Linked DNA regions of Mus musculus: all the other regions are linked to region 3. A link is a contact called in public HiChIP or PLAC-seq and promoter capture Hi-C data. All regions are on one chromosome and are shown on one strand. Each heading gives the region's core, a stretch centred on a gene start, on an enhancer-like site or on the middle of the called end of the contact. The rest is flanking DNA. Distances are from core to core; before and after follow the strand shown.

Region 1 (3,879 bases), core at 1,037-3,536, 300 kb after region 3:
CAGAAAAAAAAAAAAATTCCTGAGTCAGTTTTAGTCAGGGTTCAGTGGTTCTGTTAGTCACTTGGCTGCTTGCCCACAGTGTTGGGAGAACTTACCCTTTGCTGCAGGGTGAATGGGGTGTGTTAGGTTGAAATAGGGGAGGCTAGAAACTGAGCTTTCTGACTCAAAGTAGATATTTACCCACCTTTTCAAAAATGAAGTTAGAGGCTAAAGGGTAAGGATGAGTTTTAGTTAGAAACAAACCCTTGGGATAAGAATTTAGGGAAGATGGCTGCCAAGATGGCTCAGCGGTTAAAAGCACTAACTGCTCTTCCAAAGGTCCTGAGTTCAAATCCCAGCCACCACATGGTGGCTCACAACCACCGGTAAAGAGGTCTGACGCCCTCTTCTTGTGTGTCTGAAGACAGCTACAATGTACTTATGTATAATAAATAAATCTTTGGGCCTGAGTGAGCGGGGCCAACCGGAGCGAGCAGAACCACATGAAGGCTCACAACCATCTGCACAGCTACAGTGTACTCACATACATAAAACAAACAAATAAATCTTTAAAAAAAAAAAGAATCGAGGAAGAGAAGAACCTAGCTTGCATTTGTGCAGCTGTGCTTTAAAAGGAGGGGGAATGCGTAGGTGTCACGCCTGGCTTCTTGGTATGTCAGCTGACAATGAAGTTAGAATTTAGCTTCTCGTAGAGGCTTGGAGATAGAATGCCTAGCCTTCCTGATGACTGCATCGTAAAGAAGTAGGGTTTTGGTCTGTGAGATTCTCCTGAGCTGTAGTGTTGTGCCAGGAAGCATTCGTGAATCCCGAAAAGACTATCAAGGAGCCAAATCAGATGCAATCGCATTAGAGTCTCTTTATTTAAGCTTGAGCTCCCCCCCCCCCCCTGTCTCTTACCAACGCTGACACAGTAGGAAAGTGGAGCCCTGAACCTAGTTTCAGGCAAGCATTTTTAGAGGCAAGAAGTGGGTCTCTAGTCTGGTACACATCTGATTGGGGGGGGCGGGGGAGGGACGACGGGCGGAATGATGGCCTTTAATGCTGGAAGTCAAACCATAAACTTAACTTCTGCTTTCCTCCTGATTGGTGGTTGTTAGAAAGTGAAGTGCCAGGGGGCGGGCTTGTAACCTGGGGGGTGCAGATTTGTTGGGGAGTAACCTGGAAACCGGTGCTAGGTACTGGTCTGTTAGTTTACTCGAGTTCAATCTTAGGTCAGGCTTTCTGTGATGGAGTCTGAACCCAAAAGATTCATTGCAGGGTGTGATGGCTCAGTGTCCATAATAACAACCCTCAGGAGGCTAAGGCAAGAGAATCCATCATGGATTCCAGGCGGGCCTGCCTGGCTTACAAAGGGAATTTACGACTACCTTGGGTTACATAATAAGAGAAAGAACGAACACACTTAAAATTCTAGGGTCCCAGAACTAATGAACCAGAAGTCGTTTGAGTATCATTGGTCAGTCAGAGACATTTGGAGACTGAATGTGTCATCAATTAGGAACTTCCTAATGGTTTTGGAGCTTGGTTTGAAAGTTGAGGAAAGGATTGCCTAACACTGATGTGGATAAATATTTAAAATGTGTGCATGTTACCCTAGAGAATAGGCATCTAAGAGTCAGAAGTCTGAAGTCAAGAGATGCCCTAATGGATAAAGGCTGTAGGGTGCCTACAAGCAAGACAGTTTGCAATGTGAGGTGCCCAGTCACATAGTGGCAAACCCTATTTCCACATCGCTGCTGGTGCCCCTCTTTTCAACAGCCTGGACCTAGTGCCCTCACTGCAGTTGCAGCTTGCTGGGCCAGGGCATGAACCCAGCTGGCTCAGGTCGTGGCTCTTGGCAAGAGCAAGTACAAACAGTTCCCTTGAGCTGGGCTTGGCCGCAGTTGATCACAGTCCTGTGTGAGAGGCATCCTCAGCTTACTCGCATCCTTTGATGAACCAGGTACCAAAGCCCGGCTGGGGTACCGCAGACTGCACCTCCCAGGCTTCAGCAGCCCAGAGTCGCGTGGCTGTGAAACTGAAGAATACGCCCCTTAGTGCTGTGCCTTAACCCTCTAAATCCGGACAGAACTACAAAGACCATGAGCCCAGATATGGGAGTGCATTGCTTTCTGGGAGCAATAGTCCTATATGCAGAGCGATGCTGGCGGGTCCTGCCAGGCTGGACTACATATCCCAGCATGCCTGAGCGAGTGGTGGTGGGGGAACAGGAGGGAGGGGAGAGCCCCGGAGGATGTGAATGGGGAGGGGGCACCCGCCCCCTTCCCCCACCCTTCCCTTTAGCTTGGGTAGGGGTGGGGGGAGGGGCCGGGCTGAGCTGCAGCCGCGGCGCTCCGGGAGGGCAGGGCCAGGCAAGGGCGGGACTGGCCCGAGGCTGGCGGACTGGAGAGCGGTGAAGCTAACGGGTCCAGGCGCGGGAGGCGGCGGCGGCGGCGGCGGCGGCGGCAGCGGCGGCAGCTCTCTGCACGGGCGGAGGCGGCGGCAGGAGCGGCAAGCATGGCCCGCGCGGCGCCCAGCGCAGACTGAGGTGCGCGGGCGGGATGAGAGAGGGCGGGATGCGGGGCTCCCCGGGCCCCGTGCTGCCCCTACCGTCTTCTGTGCGGGCAGCGGGCTTGGCCCAGAGGCCCAGATCCAGCGGGTCCAGCCCAGCAACTTCCCTCGGGTCTGGGCGCCGTGTGGGCGGGGGTCCGATTGCCTTGGCCTCGATCGGGATCCCCGTCTTCTGCTTCTGCATATCTAACCACTCCCAGTCTTTCAGGCACTCCTGTAACACTCCTTGCTGGCAGCCCCCAGCCTCAGCCTTTGGAGTTCTCTGTCCTCGTCCACACTTCCACACCCCAGGTGTTGGTACTTCCAGCCCTAGGGCGCTTGGGAACCTGCTCCATCCGGAATCCCCTGCCCCACTTCTCCTGGTCACAAGCTGTCTGCACCATCTTCACTTCTTTCCTCTACCCTTCGGCCTTTCCCCCACCTGGCACTGACCCCTAGCCACACTCTGTGGCCTAGTTCTCTCTAATAAGACCTGACAGCTTGATCCCCTTCCTACTTTGGAAAAACTGAGGCATGAACCCACCGGAAACTTGGTCATGGTGTGCCCGTCCTCTCTGGACGCTGGCCTGAGCACTGTCCCTTGTCCCTCTTGTTCCTTCCATCCTTTGCCATATAAGACACGTTACTTCCCTCCAGTCATGCCCCTGTGACTGAATCAAACTTCCCAGCCCCATATACAGCTCCAGTGTTCCCTGTTTAGTTCTTCCACTACTTCTGTTGTCCCTGCTTTGCACAGCCCTCCACCTGGAAAGGAGTCTCAGTCCTTTTGCTGCTCGTTCAAGTTAGCCTTTCTGCTTCTCTCTTGCCAACTGCATCCATCTCCTCCCATGTTGCCTCTTGTTTTTCATCTGTGTACTAAGAATAATTCAGGGACCCCTGGGACCCCTGGGAAGTAGTCAGTCATTCCTTGTCAGTAACCCATACTCCTGTCTACAAATGTCTAGAAACTGTTTGGCCATCCCGTCCTCATGCTTGGTGGGCTCAGAAGTGTGGGTTGGAAGGGACCGTTTACCTCTATGAAGATGGTGACATTGAAGGACTCTGGTCATCATTCTAAGCTAATCTGACTCCTGCTGCTAACTTTGGAGGAGGGTTGCCCCTTCTGGGGGATGGTGTGGGGGATGCCTGCCTGAGTGCTTTGTGGAAGAAGGTACGGTGCCTACAGGCGGTGATCTCTTGTTTAGTTGTGGTGATTCTGAGTTGAAGAGGGATGGAGGGTACACAGACTTGACTGCATAATTCAGTTTTTGTTTGTTTGCTTTCTGTTTGTCTTCCTTCAGCCGGATTTTCCTTTGGGTCACACTTTCTTCCCCTGTCTCCCAGTCTCCC
Region 2 (3,799 bases), core at 1,071-3,570, 420 kb after region 3:
TCCTTAGCTTTTACTCGTTCATTTATTCCCCTGCCTTCTTTCTAGCAGCGAGAAAAGCGCCTAAAGGTACGGAAGGAAAGCTACCCGCACAGATACTCACACCAGTCAGGGGCAGGGAAAGTGGATTCCGAGCTTGGGCTTGGGCTCGGGCTCGGGCTCGACCTCGACCCGGCCAGCAGCTCCGGCCATCGCGGCGCAACATGGCGGTTAGGCTTCCCCAACGGCCACTCACAATCCAAACCAAGCCGAAGCTCCATTGGCTGAGCCTTTGAAGTTGGCTCCTCCCAGCCAATCATAAGAGGGGCACTGAACGGCTCTTGCTTACGCATGCGCACTGAGCATGTTCTCTCCAAAGACCCATAGATGCCTTCTCCAGGTCACTTGAAGTTTCAAGTTGTCATTTGTTGTTGAATTGACCTATGAATAGAAATTCCTTCACAGGAGTAGTGTCTACATTTTAAGAAATACTGATCCTGCCGGGCGGTGGTGGCACACATCCAGTGCTCTTAACCACTGAGCCATCTCTCTAGCCCTCTGCTCATCTCTTTATGACACCCTGGGCAAACTGGGCGTGGTGACGCACGCCTTTAATCCCAGCACTCGGGAGGGAGAGGCAGGCGGATTTCTGAATTCGAGGCCAGCCTGGTCTACAGAGTGAGCTCCAGGACAGCCAGGGCTATACAAGAAAAACCCTGTCTCGAAAAACAAACAGACAGACAGACAGACAGAAAAAGAAAAGAAAAGAAAAGAAAAAAGAAAAGCTGATCCTGTTGCAAGGGCCTTTAACCTAGCACTTGGGAGGCAGAGGCAGGCAAATCTTTGTGAGTTCAAGGCCATCCTGGTTTATTTGTTGAGTTATTTGATAGCCAGGGACTATGTAAAAACAGAGGAAAAAATAAAAATAAAAAGACAAGGTCTTGGTATATAGCTGTGAACAAAAACTGGAAAGAGACTATACTATGTCTGTGGATACTAATTGACTGATTAGATCTGAGGTCAGTACTGTGAAGACAGGAATGTCGTAAGCTCACAGGCTAATTGAATTTGTCTTGGACTAGTTCTGGCCTTCTGAAAACAACCATTCTTTGTCCATTTCTGTGTTTGAACTAATAAAGTCTTGTACTAACAGATAGAAACCATTTGGAATCTATTAACTTACCAGACCACTGGCTTCCACCATCCAAAAAGCTAAAGATGCCATCAGATAACATCTTGGGTCTATAGAAAAGCTTTCCATCTTGCTATAGTCGCCTTTCAGATATAACCATCACTATATTTTAAAATTACCTTGACTTATGACTCTCTTTGTTCTGTAAAGCTGTACATCATGAAAAAGTTTTCGTGTAATTTGGGGTTTCCTCATCTGTGAAAAAGTGGTACTAGCAGACCTGATAATACAGTTTAAAAATTAAACGGTGTGTGAACTTTTTAGTGTGATGCCTTACCTATAGATTTTAGGTTTTGTGTGTGTTATTTTGAGACTGTGCCCAAGGCCCAAGGGTAGCCTTAAGCTCTGATCCTCTTGGCTCTCAAGTGCTGGGACTATGGATGTGCGTCACCGTTGTAGGCGTTTCCTAAGAATGTTGACTTGTTTTCTAAAGCAAACAGAGGGACAGATGTCCTTTAACTTGGGTTACGTCATTTCTTCCTCTTCAAAATCAAGACCCGAATTTCTTCTTATTGGGACCTGAAGGACAAATATAAAGCTATGCCTAATGTCACAGGACTGTACTGCCTCCTACTCCGGAGGCTAAGACAAGAGTGAAAAATTCAAGGCCAACCTGGACAATTTATCCAGACCCTGTCTCAAAGAGAGAACCGGACGTATCAGTCAGTGCCAAAGCGCTTCGGCGTGGTTGAAGCACTTATTTCAGTCCAGGGTACCGTTAAAGAAGGCATGCCGATCTATACGCGATAACAATAAGAACATTTGATTGGTGCACACCTGCAAGACTGGCAAATCCCCTGATTTCAAGACCACCTTGCTCCGTTTCAAAAGGCCGAAAAACGAACCTTTGAGGTACGTGTATCACTTTGCAGTTAAACAGTTCTATGCCAAAATCTGTGATCGCCACCAAATTCATGTTTTCATTCCTCTTGTTAACTGTCAACTATTAGGGCTTTGCCAATAGAACCCAAAATGTCTGCCTCCTGAAGCCAATAGTCAACCCTGTCACGTGACACTCCATGTCCTAGCTTTCTTGAGCATTGCATCAGCCGAGCCCAGGAGCCTTCCCAGAAACCGGCTTGTTAGCTCATTCGCGCTCCGAATGATTGGCATGCCAGTGGACCAATCATATCAGAGGATGACAAGGCGTAGCGGGTCACTTTTCATCAGAGCGCTCTGATTGGATGGTGAGGTACGGCTCTGGCACCGGTTGTGGCGGGTGAGTATAGCTTCTTGTGCGCATCTGAGGGAGCAGGTAACTGCCGGCGAGTGGCGGTGGGCTCCGGGCAAGGAAGGACCTGGGGACCCGGACCCTCGGGAAAAAAAGCAAGTGAGCCCCGAGAGCTCTACGAGAAGAGCCGGCGCTTGGAGGGGGAGGGGCAGCTGCAGCGGGCTGCCGGGCGGTCCCGCCCCTGGCCTGGGTCAGGACCCGGTCTCCGCAGGAGCCGGATCTCGAGAGTAGCTTTTGCTATTCCCTCGGAGCACTGAGAGTGGTGTGGTTTCTGGTGGACTTGCAGAGGACCAAGACCTTGGGAAGATCGCGGTTGCTCTTCAGTCGCCACCCAGAGCTAAGGGTTTGTCTCCTCTAATTTTAATCTCTTAGGGGGTTAGGGAACCAGGCCTGAAGAGCAGGGTGACTAAGATAAATGGAGTCTCTCTAAGAGGCATCTTCATTCATTCTTTATTAGGTTCTCACACCTTACCCCAGACTGGCCTGAACTCAACTCTGTAACCCGGGCTGGCCTTGAACTCGCGGCAGTTCTCCTGCCTCAGCATTTCAAGTGCTGGAATTACAGGCGTGAGCCAGCACTCCAGACTCGCTTCTTTCTGTTGCTGTTTTGAGACAGGGTTTCACTATGTAGACCAGGCTGGTCTCGACTCACAGAGATCTTCAAGAGTGGTGGGACCAAAGGCGTGTGCTACGACCCTCGGCCCGATTCGATTCTTAAAAACAGAATAGTTGATACCTTCAGGTTCACCCGAACAAATATATTCAGCAATTTTTTCAAACAGTCTAAGTTTCCTGGTGTGCTTTGGAGTATGTTAGTGCAGAGCATGCTATTTACAGATTAGTATAATTAATCATGAGCATGGGTGACGACCACTTTACTAGATACTGAAAATACACTGTAACGGTGAAGTGAAGCCAGCCAGGATTCCTACTGAGATGTAACATAGACTGTGATTGGGAGGTGAGCATTAAATAGTCACACCAAATAAATCATTTGAGGCTAGGAGACAGTATAAAGAGGAGAGACCTGGTGAAGAAAGGAAAGGTTTGCTTAAGTATGTTTCTTTGTGATTGATCAAAACGACCTCATTAGGAAGAAGGGAAAGGAGAGGCCAGGCAGAACGGCTAGCTTGTAAATGGAAATATGTTACAAGGTCCTGTGGCTGAAGTCACCTTGTAATTCAAGGCCCTGGGTCTGGCCCCAAGCTTGCAAATACAAACAAATAAATAAAAGTTCTGAAGGCCTTTTAAGCCCCTGCTGGGATGTACTGTTTTCGGACCTGCCTCTGCTACAGACGTGTTATGTATATTGAGGAAAGAACAAGTTTTAATGTTGGAAACTTTATTTATTTATTCATTTATTTATTTATTTATTGGGGGCTGGGTCTCTGACCTGGAAA
Region 3 (3,671 bases), core at 1,010-3,509:
CCTCGGGCTGGCTTACCCACATCCCTTGACCAGGGCTAGCCCTACTATGCTGCCAAGGTGAGGCAGGGGGTGAAGTACGCTGCAGCTGGCCAGGGATAGGGCCAGGTCACCTGCTCTCATGACCCCAGATGGGCCAGCTCTTCCAGTTGCCAAGGGTGGCAAAGAGGCAAGGTCGGGGGAAGGTATCACGCTCCCTGAGCCACCTCACAGAGGACTGAAACAACTTTGGACACCAAACCAGGATCAAACCAGGATGAATAAGGAACTGCCATCTGTTTTGCCCCCCTGACTAAAAACAACACCAACAAGGTATCTTTCTGCCCATTGCCAAGGGGATGATAATACCACTTTTAAATGGCTAATATTTTAATATGTCTTAAGAAACATTTTAATCTTTCACTTCAGGGCACAAGCAAGGATGAGGTGAAAGTTTAAGATTTCTTTTAAAAGGAAATAGATTCGAGGGACCAGAGAGTTGGTTTAACCTGTAGGGTGTTAGCCACACATGCCCAAAGACCTGTCTTGAAATTCCTTGTACCCACTTAAACACCTGGTCAGGCGGAGCTTGTGGTCTCTAACTGTAGCACTGGGAGGTGAGGGAGGTGGAAACGGGCCAGTTAGGGCTCCCTGGTCAGCCCCCCAGCCAAATCCATGAGTTTCAGGTTCAGTGAAAGATCTCATTACAGAAAAGGTCGGGACTGGGCGTGTAGCTCAGTTAGGTGACTAGCATGCACAAAGCCTCCCACTCTGTCCTCAGCACCACATAAACCCAGTGTGGTAGCCCACGCCTGTCATCCCAGCAATAAGGAAGGTGGAGGCCTGAGGAACCTAACCTTTCAGTTATTATCTTATTAAGGTTTTTACTACTGTGATAAAAACACCAAAACCAAAAGTAACTTGGGGGAGGAAATGGTTCATTTCGCCATATAGCTTATATCGCTGAAGGAATTCAAAGTAAGAACATAGAGGCAGGAGCTGATGCAGAGGCCATGGAGGAATGCTACTTACCGGCTTTCTCCTTAAAGCTTGCTCAGCCTACTTTCTTATAGAATCCAGCAACCTCTGCCTAGTGTGGACCCACCCATGGTGGGCAGGACCCTCTCACATCAATCACTAATTAGGAAAATGCCTTACAGGCTCGCCTACAGCCCAATCTTAATGGAGGCATTTTCTCAATTGAGGCTTCCTCCTCTCAGATGATTCTAGCTTGTATCAAGTTGACATAAAAATTAGCCAGGACTTTTTTTTTTTAATCACTATGCATAGAGTCCAGCCTAGGACACATAAGACCTTGTCTCAATAAGGGTGGAAAAATAAGAGCAAAAGAGGACACCTTGCCCGGCATGGGGGCTCACGCCTTTAATCCCAGCACTTGGGAGGCAGAGACAGGAGGATTTCTGAGTTCAAGGCCAGCCTGGTCTTCCAGGACAGCCGGGGCTACACAGAGAAACCCTGTCTCGAAAAAACAAACAGACAGACAGACAAACAAAAAAAAAAAAAAAAAGAGGACACCTGACCTCGGATCTCCATACATATGTACACACACATCTGAGTAGCACATGTGTATTAAATACAATCTGAGGGTTTGACTCAGTTGGTAGACTTGACCAGACCCGGGGTTCCACGCCCAGCACCACATAAGATCAACTGTAGTGACGCTTGCCTGTAATCCCTGCACTCAGCAGATAAAGGCATGAGAATCGAGATTTCAAGGCTATCCTCAGCTATAGAGAGAGTTTGAGACCCTGTCTCTAAAATAATAATTGGATTAGAGGGGTGGCTCAGCAGACAAAGGCATCTGCCGCCAAACCTGGCGGACTGGAGCTCAATCCTGGGACCCCCACATGGTGAGTGGGTGGGGAGATCCGACTCCCTCCCAAGTTGCCCTATGGCCTCCAAAGGCGCTCGTTGGTGCATGCACACACGCAGAAATAAAATGTAAAATCAGACAGATGGTTAAGATATGGTGAAAATGGTGGAAACGTTGGCATACGCGAAAGTGACTGTTAAGTGACCAAAGAATTAATGCATAAATTAAATTTGAGTTAGGCTCCCTCTATAAACTGTTTCCAGAAGCCCCCCGCTCTGCGCAAAGCTCTGGCAGTGAGCCTGAAACGGCTCCCACCACCTGCTCTTCACTCTCAGCAAAAACCCGCACCGAAGCCAGCAGCAGGTGAAGAGTGGGGTGGATCCCTGACAAGTGTGGCCAATCCGCTGCAGCAAGCACGAGAGGGCGTGGCCTGGGGGGGCGGAACCTTCGGTCGGCGGAAGGCGGAAGTGCTCGCGGCGTCACGTGACCTGAGTAACATGGCCGCGGCCCAGTGAGCGTTGCCGGTTCCTGGCGGGAGCTGGTCGCGTGAGCCGTGGGGCGGACCGGGTCGCGCGTGGGAGAGCAGGGTCGGAGCAGGGGGACCCGAGGCGGCGCGTGGCGGCGGGACGAGGCAGGCGGGCCCTGGGCGGCATAGCCCATGAGCAGGCTCCGGTGTCCGCGCGGAGCCGCACACTCCCCCGGCCCTGGCACGGCCCAGGCAACCTCGGGCTAAGGTGTCTGGAGGCTCCCAGGCGCAGCGCGAGCTGCCACCATGAACCCAGAGAAGGATTTTGCGCCGCTCACTCCCAACATCGTAAGGGCCCTGAATGATAAACTCTACGAAAAGCGGAAGGTTGCAGCGCTGGAGATCGAGAAGTAAGAGCTCCTGGGACCCCGCCCTGGCTTTGCAGCGCCTAGCGGTTCTGCTTGCCCGCGGCGAGGGTTCGGTATTGACCTCTCCGGTTTCAGCTCTTAGCACATTGCTTTAGAGCGGGAAATCCAAGAGCCCTATCTTTGCTAGTCTTAACCTCCTGGTGCTCCCAGATAGCAGTGAAAATGAATTGACTTAAGGTATGTGCAGAACCTAGCGCAGTACCTGACACATTCAGTGTGGCCTCAGTCAAAAGCCAGCTAGATCGGAGAGTGGCCTCTCTGAGGAGGTGGAGAATTTGCTTATGGTGTCCCGCCTTCTCTTTGCAGCTTCTGAAGTGGCCAAGTGTAGAAATAGGTCAAAGCACGTGATCCAATGCTCAGAAGATTGTCAGGCCACCCTCCCTTGCAAGTGAAAATGGGAAGATTTGCCCTTCCCCGCTTCTGCAATAGTATACGTGTGTGTAATAGTGCACTGGTGTTTCCAGGTGTTCGAAATAGGGAATGTTTAATTCGGTAATGTTTTGCTGAGTATGTGAGAGAGCACGTGTTTTTCCCCCAGCCAAATCTTAGTAACAGTCAGTTGAGTAGGTGGTTTCAGAAGAGTAGAAAGCAGCAGCCTGTAAAACTAGAAAAACATTAGGAGTTAAGACATCCAACTTGGTAACAGCGGACCATATGTGTCTATGTAAATTTAAGTTAACCAGAGTAGTGACACAGGCTTGAGATTTGGCACTTGGAAGGCTCGGGCAGAAATACTGTACTCGTTTGAGATTAGCATTGGTCACGGGGCTAGATCCAGTCTCAACAACAACAACAAAGTAATGAATCAGTACAAATTGTAAATTCAGCACGTCAGTTTCACTACCCATAATCTGGGTGTTCAGGAGCCAACCACTACAGCTGCACAGTGCAGACTAGAGAACATTTCAGTCATTGTACAATGGTCACATGGCCAGCCCTAAGCTATGGAGTGGTGCTCACTCATTGA
Region 4 (3,781 bases), core at 575-3,074, 480 kb after region 3:
TGCCATCACTGCTCGGATAGACTTAGCAATTTCTAGTAGAGTCAGTAACAGTTGTGGGTGAGAGAAACATTCCCTACGTGTGACACATAGATAACACACCACCTCATTTCATTCACCCTGTCCTGTAGATAACTAGGTTGCTACAAAGTTTGTATGTCTGGAAATTGTAAGTAGGCAGATGGCTCAGGAAAAACAACAAACAAACAACAAAAAACAAACCCAAAAACCTTTGGTTCCCTGACAAATTAAAAAAACCTATCCCCAAATATTTTTGATTGGTCAGTGTCTTTTCATTTTCATTTTTTGGGGATAGGTATCATTAAAAACTTAACCAAAAATGTGAAAGGATTCATCTACTAGGGGCTTCCAAATGTCTTGAGCTTAATGTTTCAGGAGAACAAGGGCAACTGAATGTGTGGTGAAGCAAGCCACTTGGGAGGTGGAGGCAGGAGGACCAGGAGCTAAGTCATCCTCTGTACCTATTTGAATCCAGCCTAGACTGAGACTTTGCCTATAAAAACATACACATAAATAAATAAATAAATAAATAAAACAAATAGACTTTTTTTTGGTTGTTTTTGTTTTGTTTTTTTGAGACAGGGTTTCTCTGTGTGGCCCTGGCTGTCCTGGAACTCACTCTGTAGAATAGGCTGGCCTCGAACTCAGAAATCCATCTTCCTTTGCCTTTCAAGTGCTGGGTTTAATGGCGTGTGCCACCACTGCCCAGCTACAAATAAACTTAAATAAAACAAATAAACTAAAAAAAAAAAAAAAAAAAAGGAACCGGGTAGAGTTGAGTCTTACTGTCAGTTCTCATCTGGGCAGTCTTGGAGAAATTCATGGCTAGTGAGTTGGGTATAAACTAAGCAAGCTGGGGAATGAATGACATCATGAAAAGGAGATTCTTGAAGCCTTCTTGTTCCTAGTCAGAGCGCTCAAGACAGCACCAAGGTACACAGCCTAGCAATAATGTTCAAGACTAGCTCATAAGACAAGATAGGCTAAACTAAAGCACACCATTTCGCTTGCTGCTTGTGCGAAGGATGATTGGATGGTGTGCGCCAGGCGCGGGGTGAAGGTGTTGAGAAGCTGCACCTGAGTAAGGTTAGGTCCTCAAGATATCTGAGGGCCACGTCTACACCAGTGTAGAGACACATATATTTAATCTAGTAACGAGTGCTGTGAAAGAAACTAGGGGATGTGGCTGAGAGTTGGGGGCGGGGGTGGGGGGATGGAAGGCAGAAGATGTTTCTGAGGCTCCAGTGAACAATGCTTTCCCTCTGGGCAGCCGCAAGGAGTAAGATGGGAAATAAGGTCAGCTGATTCGGCCTCCAAGGTGCGGCCAGGCCCACAGTACAACTTCTGCCCAAGCCAAGCACTGAAAGGCCTTAAGCGACGTGCAGGGACGGACAACGGTGACCACGGGCAGAGAGATGTGGTTCTGGGCTGCGGACCCCTCGCGCAGGATCGGAGCTCAGGCCTGGCGGCAGACGATCACCCGAACTGCCCACACACCGAGGCCGGCGGGAGACCCGGAGCGGGGACGGAGGACGTTGGCAGGTCCCCGCACACTCGTCGTCAACCAGGCGGAGGCGGAGGCGGAGGCGGAGGTGGCGCGGGAGGGGCGGGGCCTGGCGAGACCCAAACAAGCGCACGTGCGGGCCGGTCCGCCGCGGTGACGTCACGGCGCGTCGGCGCGCGCGCCCGCCTTACCCTTGCCGCGGGCCGTAAAGCGCGGAAGGTCGCAGGCCCCCCGCGGTCCCGGAACTCTGCGCTCCGCGTCCCGCCCCGTCCCCATGCCCTGGCCCCCTTTCCGGCCGGCGCAGACCCTCTTCAGCGGCTGGGCTGCCCTTCACTTCCGCCGGGCGTTGCTGAGCGCGCTGCCCGCGAGTCGCGGGCCCGTGAGGTAGGAAGCCGGCTAGGACCCGCGGGTCCGGGCGGCCTTCTGGTCCCGCGAACTCTTGCGCCCCGCACGCCCCTGGCGTCCGAGCTTTGGGCTCCGGCTCCCGGCCGTCCCTCCGGGTCTCTGAGGCGGTGCCACCGGTCGGGCGCCGGGATTGAGCCAGTGGAGCTGCGCGGGCCTCGGGGAGCCGCGCCCGCCGTCCCGGGACTGCGCGCCGGCTCTCCCAGGGCGGCGGACCGGGCCTCGGGGCGGGCTGCGGCTCGGGCGGGCGCGCGCGCACTGCTGTCACGGCCAGAGGTGGCCCCGCGTCTCTGCAGGTGGAATGGTTTCCCACCTTGTAATGTGCGGCTCGGCTGTGCTTCACCGACTCCTGTCAGAGACCTAGTCAGGGCCGTGGGGTTTCCAGTGGGTGACTTGGGGTGACAGTTGTGTGTGATCCCGAGGTGCGAGTCCACGGTCTCCAAGCCTACTTCGAACATTTATGCAATCTTGATTTGTAGGGATGATGATGTGGTAGAGGGTCTAGTTATAAAGACGTCCTTTAAGGATCCTCTTTTTTTTTTTTTTTTTTTTTTTTTTGGTTTTTCGAGACAGGGTTTCTCTGTATAGCCCTGGCTGTCCTGGAACTCACTGTGTAGACCAAGCTGGCCTCGAACTCAGAAATCCACCTGCCTCTGCCTCCCAAGTGCTGGGATTAAAGGCGTGCGCCACCACGTCCGGCCCAAGGGTCCTCTTTTTGGCGTCAGGGACGTGTATAATTTTTCTTAAATTCTCTCAGCCAACGGTGCATTTGTTGAAAATTACAGCATCCTGAACTTGCATGATCAAACTGTTCAGAGGGTCATTCTGTTGCTTGTAAACTTGCCCTGGTGATTCCTCCGAGTTATGTGTGGGAGATGCGTCAATGTACATTCAGCCTTCATTCTTTGTGACCTGTGGCTCATGCTGTTACCAGAGGAAGCATTCAGGAGTTGTTAGAACTGTCCCTGTGACTGCCTTTTAAAGACAGAGTCTTGCTCTGTGGCCCCAGCTCACCTGGAACCTGGGCATTTCTCCTGTTTCAGTATCCAGTGTGGTGGGAATTTCAGGTGTGAGCACTGCTCCAGGATTGAGCTTGTTGGTGTAGGATCCGAGCACAATCAGTCTGGGTCTTAAGGCTGTTTAGAAGTTACTCTTACTAGTAGAGATACCGTTAATTTTCACGAATTTCAAGAAAATGCAAAACTTCCTGACCTTTCCTTTGAATGAGTTTGCAGTCTTCAGTGTCTGTTTTCCTGGCTCTACCTCCTTTTCCTGTGAAACTTGCTTGCTTTTACTGCCAGACCCCTTCATCACATTTTATTTTATGAGTGTTTTGCCTATGTGTACGTTTGTGCACCATGTCCACGCTTGATGTCCACAAAAGTCAAGGCATTGGATTCACTGGAACTGAAGTTAAAGATTGTTACCTCCTTGTGGGAGTTGGGAATCAAACCCAGGCCCTGTGCAAGAACAGTAACGTTCTTAACCACTGAGACATCTCTCTAGCCCTCCCTTCCTGGTATACTTCAGTCTTTTCTGCCCTCATCTCTTCACTCTTGAAGGTCATGATGATCACAGAGTCAACATTCTTTTCTTGGCCTTATCAGACTGGGCATTAAACGTGCTTTGTTCTTTCCTGAATCTCCTGTTTGTCCTTTTCTTCCTGTCTTGCCGAGAGATCATAAGTTTATTGAGCAAACAGTGACAAAGGACTGGGCATGGTAGGGTTTCTCAGGGAGGAATTCTCTGTTATGTTTCTTTCCTGTTGCTATTCTCTTTTCTAGGTAGGGAAAGAGCTTCTGGTACTGCTTTACAGCTGTTTGGCCTTTGCTTACCTGGATTTCTTTGAAGCCCATG
Region 5 (3,726 bases), core at 7-2,506, 430 kb before region 3:
TACATGAGGTGGACGAGCTACATTTGGGCAAAACACAGACAGAACATACAAATTAAAAAAAATCATTTAAAGTGCTATGCATTTTACGACATAAATGTAAAATCATATACTAGAAAAAATGATAAAGTAGATTAAAAAAACCAACAACCTCAAAATAGAAGATATCCCTCTGTGACTGCCCCTCTAAAGGTATCTGTTGTCAACTCTTTGGATGGGATCTTTCTGGGAGTTAAGCTTAGTGGTTAAGGAGATGATCTTTGAGGGCTGGAGAGATGGCTCAGTGGTTACCCTGGCTGCTCCTCTGGAGAACTCGAGTCCAGTCCCCAGCACCCACACCTGCAGCCCACAGCCACCTGTAACTCCTGCTCCAGCATCTCTAAGGTATCTGACCTATGACCTTCATGGGCACCTGCACTCATGGGTGTATACCCACAGGCAGGCACACACACACACACACACACACACACACACACACACACACACACACACGGGTGCTGGGGATTTAAACTCAGTCCGTCTGCTTGCAGAGCAAATGATCTTATCCACTAAGCCATCTATTTCCCTAGGTCCGCAGTTGGGATTTGAAGCCAATCCTTTTGTTTCCCACACCCCTGCTCCCTAGCTGAGAAAGATGCCCTAGGAGGTAACCTAATAAAGATTATAAACTAAGTGGATGGTGGCAGAAGCGTCAGGACTCAGGGCCCCCGGGCTTCTCATCTCTGAGCTAATGCCTGGGACATCTGAGTTCAAGCATGCTGAGCTGTTGGATGCCAAACAGATCACCCCTAAGTCCCTGCCCCCACGACACAGCTCCCAACCTGGAGATGTCTAGGCTAATCAAGACCCAAGGAGGGTTTTTCGAAGCCGGTGAGGCAGGCTGCAGACATAGCAGGAGGTAAGGAGCAGCATCTTTTGATTTGTGAACTGATCCCCTTTGATCTGAAGATCAATAAGAGTAAATGAGTTACAGGTGAGGAAGTCTGTCCCCCGCTACTGCTATGGTGGGGCTCTTGGATTTGCTGCTGTCCCCCAGCAGCTTGTGACTCCCTCTAGAATTCTCCCTCAGCCACCTCCACAGAAAGCAGGCATCAAGGAGATTTTCTTTCTGTGAGTGCCAAACAAGCTTCTCTGTGTGTGTGTGTGTGTGTGTGTGTGTGTGTGTGTGTGTGTGTGTCCCACGTGTGATTTCAATAGCTCTTCCCCACTGTTTGGCAGCTGCAGCTGCCCTCCAGTCTCAGCTGTAGGAAGGAGGCCTGGATTTAATAGGTCTTTACTGCAAATGTCAACTAGACCCTACGAAAGCTGCCTGGAGACACCACAGGGAGCAAAGCCAGGCTATTTCAAGACTCCACAGCCCAGTTCAAGGGATGAGCACTGACTTGGACCAGCTAAGAATTTAGGGTGATTGTGTTTCTGGGGTGTTATGCAGCTCCTGGGTTTAACATTTCTTCTGCCAGTCTCCCCTGAGCAGACAGAATCAGAGGGCAGCAAGGAGGGGCTTACTAGCCACCTGAAGGGTTAGGGAGTCCCAGGCCCAAAGCTACAAGGGAGTTAGTCATCACTCTTGGGGCTCCAGATTGAGCCAGACCTATTGGGGAATAGTTTCCAGCTGTGCACAAATGAGTAGAGGGGTTTGTGTCCTGCCTCAGCACAGCCAGGTTCCCACATGAACAAGCACTGATTGAGTGAATTGTTGCCTCAGTAATTAGTAATAGGGGCCTGAAGTCCTGCAGAGGACTCTGGAAGTTTGGATTTAGCCATCCGCTATAAGGAACTGAGGACCGCTAAACTCAAGGAGCTAGTCCCTAGGTGTCCCAGTGTGCCCCCTTCTAAGTGCTAATCCAGAACACTAACCCTTGCCCCACTGTAGATGGGTTTCATGGATTCGAATGGCCCAGACCATGAGATTTAGCATCTGACAAATATGAGTTCAAACGCTGCGACCTGTCAGCTGTTTGACCTCATACAAATTTCTTCATCTTAAGAAAGAAAGAAAGAAAGGAAGGAAGGAAGGAAGGAAGAAAGAAAGAAAGAAAGAAAGAGAGAAAACAACAACTTGTTCTGAAATAGTTGCCTCCCAATCCCCATATGTGTGCAGGTTATTCACGCCACAGAATGCCTGTTAGGTCAGAGGACAAGTTTCCGGAGTTGGTTCTCTTCTTCCACTGTAGGTTCTGGGGATTGAACACAGGTCAGCAGGCTTGACCAGCAAGTGCTTATAGCCACGGAGACATCTCATTTCTTCTGCTTCATCTTTTAAATTGCAATTTTCTCATTAATCTCTGTATATCTGTCTGTCTGTGTATCTGTCTGTCCCTCTCTCTGTGTATAACTTCTGTAAGAATAAAAGGCTTATGGGACTCTTGGAATGACTCAAAAATAAGAAATGAAGAAAATAAATGTTTGTTCTCCTGCCTCCATGAATGAGTTTGACTACCTTAGCCTGTCTGACACATGATGCTAAAATATTCTCTTCCATCCTGCTTGTTGGGGAGTACTTAGTAATATTGATTTACTATTCACAAATTGGTTTTATTTAGTTTTGGGGTCTATGATCATCAAGGTGGTGAGATTTGGTGCTGGAAGACACAAAGGGTAAATCAGTTGTTTAGATACTAGAATGTTCTTTCATGGCCAACCACCAAAAACCCGGCAGAACACTCAGGACTGAACTAAGTTAGGCATATTATCTCGTGGCAAAAGGATGGGAGTAGGAACAATGGGCTTCTCAGGAAGATGGCAGAAGGAATTATTTGGGGGGGGGTGCATAGTGATGTAGGGGTGGTAAGGAAGTAAGGCATATGGACACTGCCAAGTAGTAGTGGTCACTCATACTGATGTCTGTATAAGTTTCCTATTGTAGCTATAACAGAATACTATAAGGCTAGTGGCTTAAATAGATGTTGCAGTTCTAGAAAAAAAAAGTCCAAAATCATTTTGACTGAACTAGAAACCAACATGTCAGCAGGGAGAGTCCCATTGGAAGGCCTTGTCCCTTTTTGCTCCCAGTCTCTAGATGTTGCTTCCACCCCGTAGCTGTGGCCTCTTCCTTTGTCTTCAAACCAGATACATGATACTATATCTTACAATGACCATGGGGCCCTCCTAAATAACTTAGGGTCATTCTTCCACCAAAATTCTTTGACTTAGTTTCCATGAACTAATTTACCTCCTGTAATAGGAAGTGTCATGCCCACACATTCTCAGGATTGGGAAGGGTGCCACCATCTTCAACATGAGATTAGTCCCCATTGCAAGTGTACAGTTCTTATGTAGATGAGCAGAGTAAGCCACCAAGCTGTGACTTGTAAAGCAACAGCAACCACTCACATAAACCAGGTCACCAATCCTTAACACGCATTTGTCACAGCAAATGGATAGATACCGACAGAATCTTCTTAACTAGAGTCAATACACTTTCTACCTCCTTAGTTTCTGCCCGCTGTCCCTGCTCATCTCCAGCACCACACCCAGGCTACCATTTGACAGTAGATGTCATGTCTCTTTAGGTTCCTCCTGTGACAGTTGCTCAGGCTTTTACCCCACTTCTGATGTCCTTGAAAGTTTGGAAAGTGCTGATCAAACATTTTGTAGACCGCCAGTCAGTTAGGATCTGTCTGCTGTTTTCTCAGGAGAGGTTTATAGACTTTGAAAAGGAAGACCCTGGAGACACAATGCCCTTCCCTCCCTATCCTCTCAAGACTGCGTTCTGTCAGCATGACCTTT
Region 6 (3,632 bases), core at 712-3,211, 350 kb before region 3:
ATGTGCAAAGAGATTTCGAGAGATGTCTGCCTTGTTCTCTTTGCAAAAATATTGGTCTGCTTCATCTGTTGGAAATTTGCTATTCCATGTGCCAAGCCCCAGTGACCACTTTAACATCATGTTGAGAATTCATTTGTGCATTCAGTCGGCATCAGGCTCCTGGTAGTGAGGCACTGTCAAGTGCATTTTTAAGACTAGGCGCATATGTATTTTAACAGCCATATTAAGCAGAAGAAAATTGAAGATTGGTTTTAATAACAAAACGTCCAACCTAGCATATCTAAAACTTCGTCATTTCAATGTGAAATCAATATTTTTTAAATTAGCAAAGAGGTATTTTTTTCATTCTTCTTTTCCTCAAAGTCTTTATGACACAAGTTCACATCTATCCCACCTTCTAGTTAGGAGCAGACACAAGGCAAGAACTCAGTGGCCATCGGAGGCCATAGATTGCCACCAGTGTCAACTGAGCTGGGCATACTGTCCACAGGGCATAAGCTCCTCAGACAGAGTTGATGTCTGTCTTGATGGCTCCTTATCAGTGGTTGGTATACAGGAGGTATTTTACATGTGCAACCTTGAATTGAGATGCAATAGAAAGAATAAAGGAACTTTTGGGGGGGGTTGCAGAATGACTTCCCATAACACTCAGAAATGAAACCACCCAGTTCTGCACATGGCTTGCCAGTACAGTTTGTAATTCATTTCTTCCACAGGCATCCAAAGTCCCTGAAGACAGAAGCTTTTCTGTCTTAACTCTCTTTCACACCCCCACAGTTACCCCTGGTTCCTGGTATTGCGGTGTGCCACTTCATGCAGCCAACAAGTATTTATGCGGTGTTCGTCTCAGACCGGTTACTATTTTAAGTGCAGGGATGGAAATAATGCAGTCTGTGTTGATGGAGCCCACAGGGCGAAAAGAAGCTAACGAAGGTCTGTGAAGGAAATAAATTGGGTGACATGATAGGGTGTGACAGGGGACAGGAGCACTGGGTACTGGAGGAGGAGGGGCCAGTTCTGCAAAGAGCCATCTCCTTATATCTCATCACAGTCCTCCCCGCCCCCTCTGCTGAAGGGACTAACTCAATCTCAGCTCTGCCCTTAACTTCCTGTTTCTGCTGTGCCCTGCTCTCTCTTTGGCCCGCCAGTCACTTTTATCTTCCAGTGTTTCAGCTTCTGGGCTGTCTTCTCAAAAGAGCCATCCCTGACAACCCTGTCCAGCTCCACGTCCCCCTCTCCCCCGCCATAACTCTGTTGACAACATGCATAACACCATCTATGACCGTGTGCATACCGGAGGTAAACTCTTGGTGAAGCCCTCTTGGCAGTTGGAATCTTTTAGTGCCTAGAATATTCCCTTGGTGACTAATATTTGGCCAATAATCACTGATCATTAGCTATGTGGGTTTTTTTTTTTTAATTTTTAAATTTTTTTTCCGAATGAGTAAAGAAAGATCACTAGTAAAAATCTTTGGGAGGTGTTTTAAGGGCTGATTTAAATACTTGTAAACGAACTCTGGGAAGAACACCACTTTATTTTCTGTCTCCTAAAAGAAAGACGGGCTAATCCATCTAAAAGTTACTCTTTGGGGATGCTATGGGCATCCAGTGTCCTAGGAATTGCTTTCAGTTCCTTCAGCACTTAACTGAAGGGCATTTCTGGACCCCTGGAGGAAGTCAAAGGACCACAGGCTAAACATTCCTGTGGAAATGGGGATCCCGATTGAATCACCAAGAGGCAGGTGTTCGCGGAGATCATGTGTGAAGTGGCTTTGAAGACCCAGGAAAGGTCTGGCTAAGGAAGGCGTTGGGGTGGGAGAGAAGCTTGTGGGTCAGGAAACTGTAAAGGAAATCTGTTGGTTCATTACCTGGCGGTTGCTAGGGACGCCCGCCTCCTCCAATCATCGTTCCTCTTACTAGAGTGTGAGCCACACTCTGCGGTTGCTGTGGCAACAGATGGTAACAAGATGGACTCGGCAGTGCAGCAAAAAGTGGCGCGCAAAAAGTGCAGAGACTGTGAGTTGAAACCCAGTTTCGTCAGGGAGCGCGGTGTGGAGTTTGCCCTGGGATTCTGAGTGTACAGAGGTTACCGGATCTCTCAATGGTCTCAGGGTGAAAGAGTGAGCTTATGGGGACTGATGAGATGGCCCCTACTGTTCACCCCACTGAATTTAGGGGATCTTGGATTTCTGTACTTGGGATTCCCGCCTGGAAGCTCGCTTCTAACTTCAGCTTTGGGCAAATCGCTTTCAGTCTTCCCTAGGAAAATGGATGGCAGGTCCCATGCCCTTCCTTCAGCTGTTCCTGCCCCGTTCTCAAAATGACCCTGAAGATCAAATGTGTGGCTAATTATATAAAGGAAAAAATCCCAAACGTGCTCTTCTTATGCGACCCTGAAGCAAGACTGCAACAGTTAACCGCCTCTGTGCCTCTCTGTGAGTGTGCGCAATTAGGGCTCAGAGAGTGCCCCAGGATTGGAGCTGGGGACCAGCGCTTTGTAGGTCTGTGCTGTCCTCGGGGCCCTGGGTTCTGTGTGTGCTTCAATTTCTGGAATCCTGATTCTGCTTGGGGTTGTTTCGTTTTTTATTTCGGAACATTACAAGCGCCCGAGTGTTAATTAGACGATTGTGTTTTAGCTCTTATCTTTACTTAAAGCAACTTGGGCCCCACTTCATGTCTAGTACCACCTGGAGCTTGTCTGGAAGATTGTAGAACAAGAGTTCTATTTTAAACGAGCATAAACAGTGGAGTCACGGGCGTCCGTGTTAGAACTCAGACCTTAATTAAGATCAAATTTGAAACTAGTTTAAAAAAAAAAAATCCAAACTCATGCAGGATAATGAGTTTGTTTGGTTTTTTTTTTTTTTTTTCCAAACCCAGACAGTCACAGAAACACCAAAAAGCTTTCAATGTGGGACTCCTTAAGGACATTTTATAAAATGTATTAGACATTTTCCCAGTCATCCTCACAAATCACTAGAGGGTATATGCGCCCACCCACTGAGTCATTGTTCGTCTGTGTTTTGGGGATCCCAAGTTCACATCAGTTTCTTCCTGGAGAGCATCCGCTCATGTGGGGAATCACACCTTGCTTGGCTGGGGGCTGGGAGGTTCCCTTCTTACCATCTCGCACTCACACCCCTGTGATTTCTACAGTTTGCACAGCTGTCCCTGCACTAATGTTCACCAGCACAATTGGGACCATTGATCTTGCTTTAGGGCCCAGGCTCACGCATTAATGGGCCTGCAACGACAACCATCCAACTATTTTTAAAGTTACCTGTTTTGTTTTCCAACACTCCTGAGTATAGTGAGCTTCATTGTCTCAGTTTGTGCGGCTTGCCCTGGATACTGGTGAATGCTTGAAATGCCCGTTCTTTAAGACTTTTATTATCCTGATGGGAAAAGAATGGCGATCACTTTATTTGTGTTTCCCTGATTGCTAGTCCAATAGAGTAGTCTCTGACTGTTCATTATTGACAACGGCTCTAATGTGAATCCGCTGCCTTTTAAAATGCAGATGCCCTTTTTCATATTGATTTCTAGATATCCATTTAGTTCTAGTGTCAACTTGACACAGCCTAAAATCACCTAAGAAGGGAATCTCACGATTGGCTTGTGGGAATATCTGT
Region 7 (3,438 bases), core at 484-2,983, 440 kb after region 3:
TGTGCCAGGTTCCCCAGGTCAGAACTTCCCACAGTCCCAGTCTAAAAGCCTGCAAACCCGTATGCCAGTGGGAAACCCTGCCTGTGGCTCCTCAAGGAGGGCTTCTTCACAGCATTTGCCAAGACTGTTTGTGTGCACGCAGTCCTCACTAGAAACTGTTGATCTGTCTATCATTTGTCGCCTCCTGCGGCACCTTTACCCCTCGGGCTTTCTTTTGGTGAAAGACTTCACTCCTGGCTAATGCCTGGCTTTGCTCTCTGTCCTCACTTTGGCAGTAGCCATAGCTGCTCTCCTGTGCCAGCTATAGTGTTAGTCTGTGGTAGCATCACACATGATACAAATGGATGTTGGGGGCGCCTGCCATTCCCCCCTCAATCCCATTCTGACTACCATTTTCCCCTCCTATCTCCTAGAATGCAGCCAACCGGGGACTGAAAGCCAGCGAGTGGGTCCAGCAGGTTTCAGGCCTGATGGATGGTAAAGGCGGTGGCAAGGACATGTCCGCCCAGGCCACAGGCAAGAACGTGGGCTGCCTTCAGGAAGCACTGCAGCTGGCTACCTCCTTTGCCCAGCTCCGTCTGGGAGATGTGAAGAACTGATGGGAGGGAAGCCCTCTCGGGAAAGCAACTCGCCATCAACCAGACATGTCCGAAGGCGGGAATTCAGCCAGGAGCTCTCCTCCCGCCACGAAGACATTGGAGTCATGGGACCTCTCAGCAGCCCTGTCCGTCCTGATCCAGCGGTAATGGGAACACGCCTGGAGCTGTCCTGTGATTCATTGCCCCCCTCCATTACTGCTCTGAGCCCATTCATGTCAGCACCATCTGTCTAAAATCACTACCCAGGAATGCTTTTTAACGTCATGATCACATCTAGATGAGGTCACTCTGCCAGCCTGAGGCTTTAGGTCTGCAGAGGAAGGAAGCCTTTTCTCTGCAGAAAATAAAAAGGACCATGTGCAATACTTGGTGATGTCATGCGCTCTGCTTCTTGTCCTGAGGTGAGCCCTGGCTCCTGTATATCTGTTACGGTTCCAGCCTGTTTCTGGTTGATGGTATCACCGAATAGACTCCCAGACTCCTGAAAGTTCAGGAAATTCAATAGAAGGGTGGAGGAAAATAATTCTGAGTTGCTTCCAGTGGAGAACCACTGTTCTTAGTCTCTTAGGACAACCTCCACCATGCCTGTCCACATGCCTGTTTGAGGCTGCTGATATGAGGTCAGACAACTGATATAGGCAGTATGAACATGTAGGTGTGTCCTACTAACTGCCCCACCCCTACTGCTTTAACCTAAAGTAGGTTCAAGACCCTGGCCCAGCCCTAAAATGCAATTTGTATGAATCTACAAACAGCAGGGTCTGGAAGCAGAGATACTGTCTGCTTATGACAGTTCCTCAGAGTGTTAGAAATATCTAGTTGTACAAAGAGAGATACCGTCCATTTATTAAACAAGTGTTGAAGCAGCCAGAGGACTAATTGCACGAGTAAACAAAAACCTCTCACCTTGGGCAAGCTTATGTGAAACAGTCTGAATGCAAACTTCTAGGAATAACAACAGATCCGTTCCTTAGGACTAGCTAAAGTACCAGCATAGGAGTCCAGCTATACCTCGCCGTTCTTCCTCCACTCCGCTAGGTGGCAGCGCGCACACCTACCGCTCTCCCGATAGGCTCTGCGCGGGCGCGCATCTTTAAGCGAGCGGAAGAGCCGGGTGCGCAAGGGCAGCCCAGCAGGCGGAAGTAGCTCGCACGCCGGTAGCCGCCATGCCGGGAGACCATCGCCGCATCCGCGGGCCGGAGGAGTCTCAGCCGCCGCAGCTGTACGCGGCCGAAGACGACGAGACGCCCGCTGCTCGCGACCCGACGCGGCTCCGCCCGGTGTACGCGCGCGCCGGGCTGCTGAGCCAGGCCAAGGGCTCCGCCTACCTGGAGGCGGGCGGGACCAAGGTGCTGTGCGCCGTGTCCGGTCCGCGGCAGGCCGAGGGCGGCGAGCGCGGCAGCGGCCCTGCGGGAGCGGGCGGGGAAGCTCCCGCTGCCCTCCGGGGTCGCCTGCTCTGCGATTTCCGCCGCGCTCCCTTCTCCGGTCGCCGGCGTCGCGCGCCCCAGGGCGGCGGCGGGGAGGATCGCGAGCTGGGACTGGCGCTACAGGAGGCTCTGGAGCCCGCCGTGCGCCTGGGGCGCTACCCGCGTGCTCAGCTCGAGGTGTCGGCGCTGCTGCTGGAGGACGGCGGCTGTGCGCTGGCCGCGGCGCTCACCGCGGCCGCGCTCGCCCTGGCCGACGCGGGAGTGGAGATGTACGATCTGGTGGTGGGCTGCGGCCTGAGCCTCACCCCGGGACCCTCCCCGACCTGGCTGCTGGACCCCACGCGGCTGGAGGAGGAGCACTCCGCGGCCGGTCTCACGGTGGCCCTCATGCCTGTGCTCAATCAGGTGGCCGGGTTACTGGGCAGTGGGGAAGGCGGGCAGACTGAGAGTTGGACCGATGCTGTGCGCCTGGGCCTGGAGGGCTGCCAGCGCCTCTACCCAGTGCTGCAGCAGTGTTTGGTGCGGGCTGCCCGCCGGAGGGGTGCCGCCGCCCCACCCTGATTGGAAAAAACCGGAGCGACGAGGATTCGAGGACTGCTATCGCCCTTCTCTCCCTAAAGGACCAAGCGCTGATGGTCGCCTGACTCCGCAGAGCTGAGAAACGAAGAGTGGGGCAGTTGGGCGCACAGAACCAAAGCACTGGACAGCTCTGTTGGAAAGGTTTAAAAGGCCGTTGGAAACACGATCCAGTTGGAGAGATTTGAAAGCAGCCATACTCCCAAGTTGGAAAGGACTTGGGCTGGATTTACCTAGTAAATGAGATAAGGGGCTATGGTCTTGTAGGAGATGGACCCAGTGCAGGCCAGCCATTGGCTCCAATACATAATAAACTGATTCTTTTGAGAGGATGGACCAGGGGACTTTGCCTTCTCACTACTCAGAGTAAAACATAAAAACTATTTTATGACTGGAAATACATCTGTTGTGTTTTTTCTTGATACTAGAGTTAGAAACAATGCTGTTCTGAACTGGGTGTGTGTTGAGTCTGTGTTTTCAAGGGCTCCGAGTCATTACTGCCTTAAGTGTTCATATTAGCCCACTGTAACTAAGAAGGGGTGATGTGCTTTGTAGGAGAAACCTCGTGCCCTGGAGCATTGTCTGGGGCAGCTGCTGAGGTGATAAGTCTGAGGAGACTCCAGGACAGCCAGGGCTACACACAGAAACCCCTGTTTTTTGGGGGTGGGGGGAGGGAACTGGAGAGAGTTAAAAGAAGTTCTGGTGCCCCCCTATCCTTTCCTTTAGGACAAAATCATGTCTAGGAGTTGGGTAACTGAAGGATTATGCTCTGGAAGGACGCCCAGTCCCATCCTGGTGTCCTGTCCAGGCTTGGCTCCTGGCACTAAGGCTCAGTG

Evidence for each region. Promoter capture Hi-C pulls out the DNA fragments that hold promoters and counts their contacts. HiChIP or PLAC-seq counts read pairs in DNA pulled down with a chosen protein or histone mark. Capture Hi-C pulls out chosen DNA fragments and counts their contacts.
Region 1: an H3K27ac HiChIP or PLAC-seq map of the NIH/3T3 cell line shows a contact between it and region 3, with 4 times the contacts expected there. The contact joins the promoter of St3gal2 here to the promoter of Vac14 in region 3. A contact is called at or near these places in 4 of 39 promoter capture datasets (the SN4741 cell line, cranial neural crest, liver and 1 more), 1 of 115 datasets of contacts at active chromatin or transcription factors (the NIH/3T3 cell line) and 2 of 9 other capture datasets (adipose tissue and pancreatic islet).
Region 2: an H3K4me3 HiChIP or PLAC-seq map of the SCID.adh cell line shows a contact between it and region 3, with 14 read pairs. The contact joins the promoter of Aars here to the promoter of Vac14 in region 3. A contact is called at or near these places in 9 of 39 promoter capture datasets (the 3T3-L1 cell line, 3T3-L1-derived adipocytes, the HPC-7 cell line and 5 more), 6 of 115 datasets of contacts at active chromatin or transcription factors (the SCID.adh cell line, embryonic stem cells, extraembryonic endoderm stem cells and 2 more) and 2 of 9 other capture datasets (adipose tissue and embryonic stem cells).
Region 4: a promoter capture Hi-C map of liver shows a contact between it and region 3, with 2.3 times the contacts expected there. The contact joins the promoter of Pdpr here to the promoter of Vac14 in region 3. A contact is called at or near these places in 6 of 39 promoter capture datasets (the 3T3-L1 cell line, the C10 cell line, the SN4741 cell line and 3 more), 1 of 15 datasets of contacts at CTCF or cohesin (the NIH/3T3 cell line), 5 of 484 Hi-C or Micro-C datasets (CD4 T cells, CD8 T cells, embryonic stem cells and 2 more), 5 of 115 datasets of contacts at active chromatin or transcription factors (the 230-238 cell line, astrocytes, bone marrow-derived macrophages and 2 more) and 3 of 9 other capture datasets (adipose tissue, embryonic stem cells and liver).
Region 5: an H3K4me3 HiChIP or PLAC-seq map of embryonic limb bud shows a contact between it and region 3, with 4 times the contacts expected there. The contact joins the enhancer-like site here to the promoter of Vac14 in region 3. A contact is called at or near these places in 10 of 39 promoter capture datasets (the 3T3-L1 cell line, 3T3-L1-derived adipocytes, HPC-7-derived erythroid cells and 6 more), 2 of 484 Hi-C or Micro-C datasets (cochlea and embryonic fibroblasts) and 12 of 115 datasets of contacts at active chromatin or transcription factors (embryonic basal ganglia, embryonic forebrain, embryonic hindbrain and 7 more).
Region 6: a promoter capture Hi-C map of pancreatic islet shows a contact between it and region 3. The contact joins the promoter of Hydin here to the promoter of Vac14 in region 3. A contact is called at or near these places in 5 of 39 promoter capture datasets (the 3T3-L1 cell line, cranial neural crest, hippocampal neurons and 2 more), 4 of 484 Hi-C or Micro-C datasets (granulosa cells, liver, myocytes and 1 more), 4 of 115 datasets of contacts at active chromatin or transcription factors (the 230-238 cell line, astrocytes, embryonic forebrain and 1 more) and 1 of 9 other capture datasets (pancreatic islet).
Region 7: a promoter capture Hi-C map of pre-B cells shows a contact between it and region 3, with 5 times the contacts expected there. The contact joins the promoter of Exosc6 here to the promoter of Vac14 in region 3. A contact is called at or near these places in 12 of 39 promoter capture datasets (the 3T3-L1 cell line, 3T3-L1-derived adipocytes, the C10 cell line and 7 more), 2 of 484 Hi-C or Micro-C datasets (LSK cells and embryonic stem cells), 3 of 115 datasets of contacts at active chromatin or transcription factors (astrocytes, extraembryonic endoderm stem cells and memory CD8 T cells) and 2 of 9 other capture datasets (embryonic stem cells and liver).

What each region holds. Positions count from the first base shown.
Region 1 is chr8:110,917,579-110,921,457 of GRCm38.p6, forward strand. It overlaps St3gal2 (ST3 beta-galactoside alpha-2,3-sialyltransferase 2), which reads left to right and starts at 2,287. Exons shown (of 7, transcript NM_009179.3): 1 at 2,287-2,527.
Region 2 is chr8:111,031,522-111,035,320 of GRCm38.p6, forward strand. Aars (alanyl-tRNA synthetase) reads left to right here and starts at 2,321. Exons shown (of 21, transcript NM_146217.4): 1 at 2,321-2,742. It also overlaps a transcript of Ddx19b not described here.
Region 3 is chr8:110,616,308-110,619,978 of GRCm38.p6, forward strand. It overlaps Vac14 (Vac14 homolog (S. cerevisiae)), which reads left to right and starts at 2,260. Exons shown (of 19, transcript NM_146216.3): 1 at 2,260-2,686. The coding sequence starts at 2,583.
Region 4 is chr8:111,092,921-111,096,701 of GRCm38.p6, forward strand. It overlaps Pdpr (pyruvate dehydrogenase phosphatase regulatory subunit), which reads left to right and starts at 1,825. Exons shown (of 18, transcript NM_198308.1): 1 at 1,825-1,906.
Region 5 is chr8:110,188,340-110,192,065 of GRCm38.p6, forward strand. No RefSeq gene overlaps it. Among named protein-coding and RNA genes, the nearest start is that of Calb2, 22 kb to the left of the region's middle. Within about 2 kb of position 1,257, at least 15 of the 459 cell types and tissues checked have an H3K27ac peak or open chromatin away from gene starts, as enhancers often do. A contact at or near this core is called in embryonic basal ganglia, embryonic limb bud and oligodendrocyte precursor cells, where this site is marked.
Region 6 is chr8:110,265,016-110,268,647 of GRCm38.p6, forward strand. Hydin (HYDIN, axonemal central pair apparatus protein) reads left to right here and starts at 1,962. Exons shown (of 87, transcript NM_172916.2): 1 at 1,962-2,016; 2 at 2,254-2,435. The coding sequence starts at 2,321. Gm26832 (a long non-coding RNA gene) reads right to left here and starts at 2,007. Exons shown (of 5, transcript XR_879191.3): 1 at 1,869-2,007; 2 at 782-935.
Region 7 is chr8:111,054,606-111,058,043 of GRCm38.p6, forward strand. It overlaps Exosc6 (exosome component 6), which reads left to right and starts at 1,734. Exons shown (of 1, transcript NM_028274.4): 1 at 1,734-3,059. The coding sequence starts at 1,766. The coding sequence ends at 2,587. It overlaps Aars (alanyl-tRNA synthetase), which reads left to right. Exons shown (of 21, transcript NM_146217.4): 20 at 1-17; 21 at 414-964. The coding sequence ends at 599.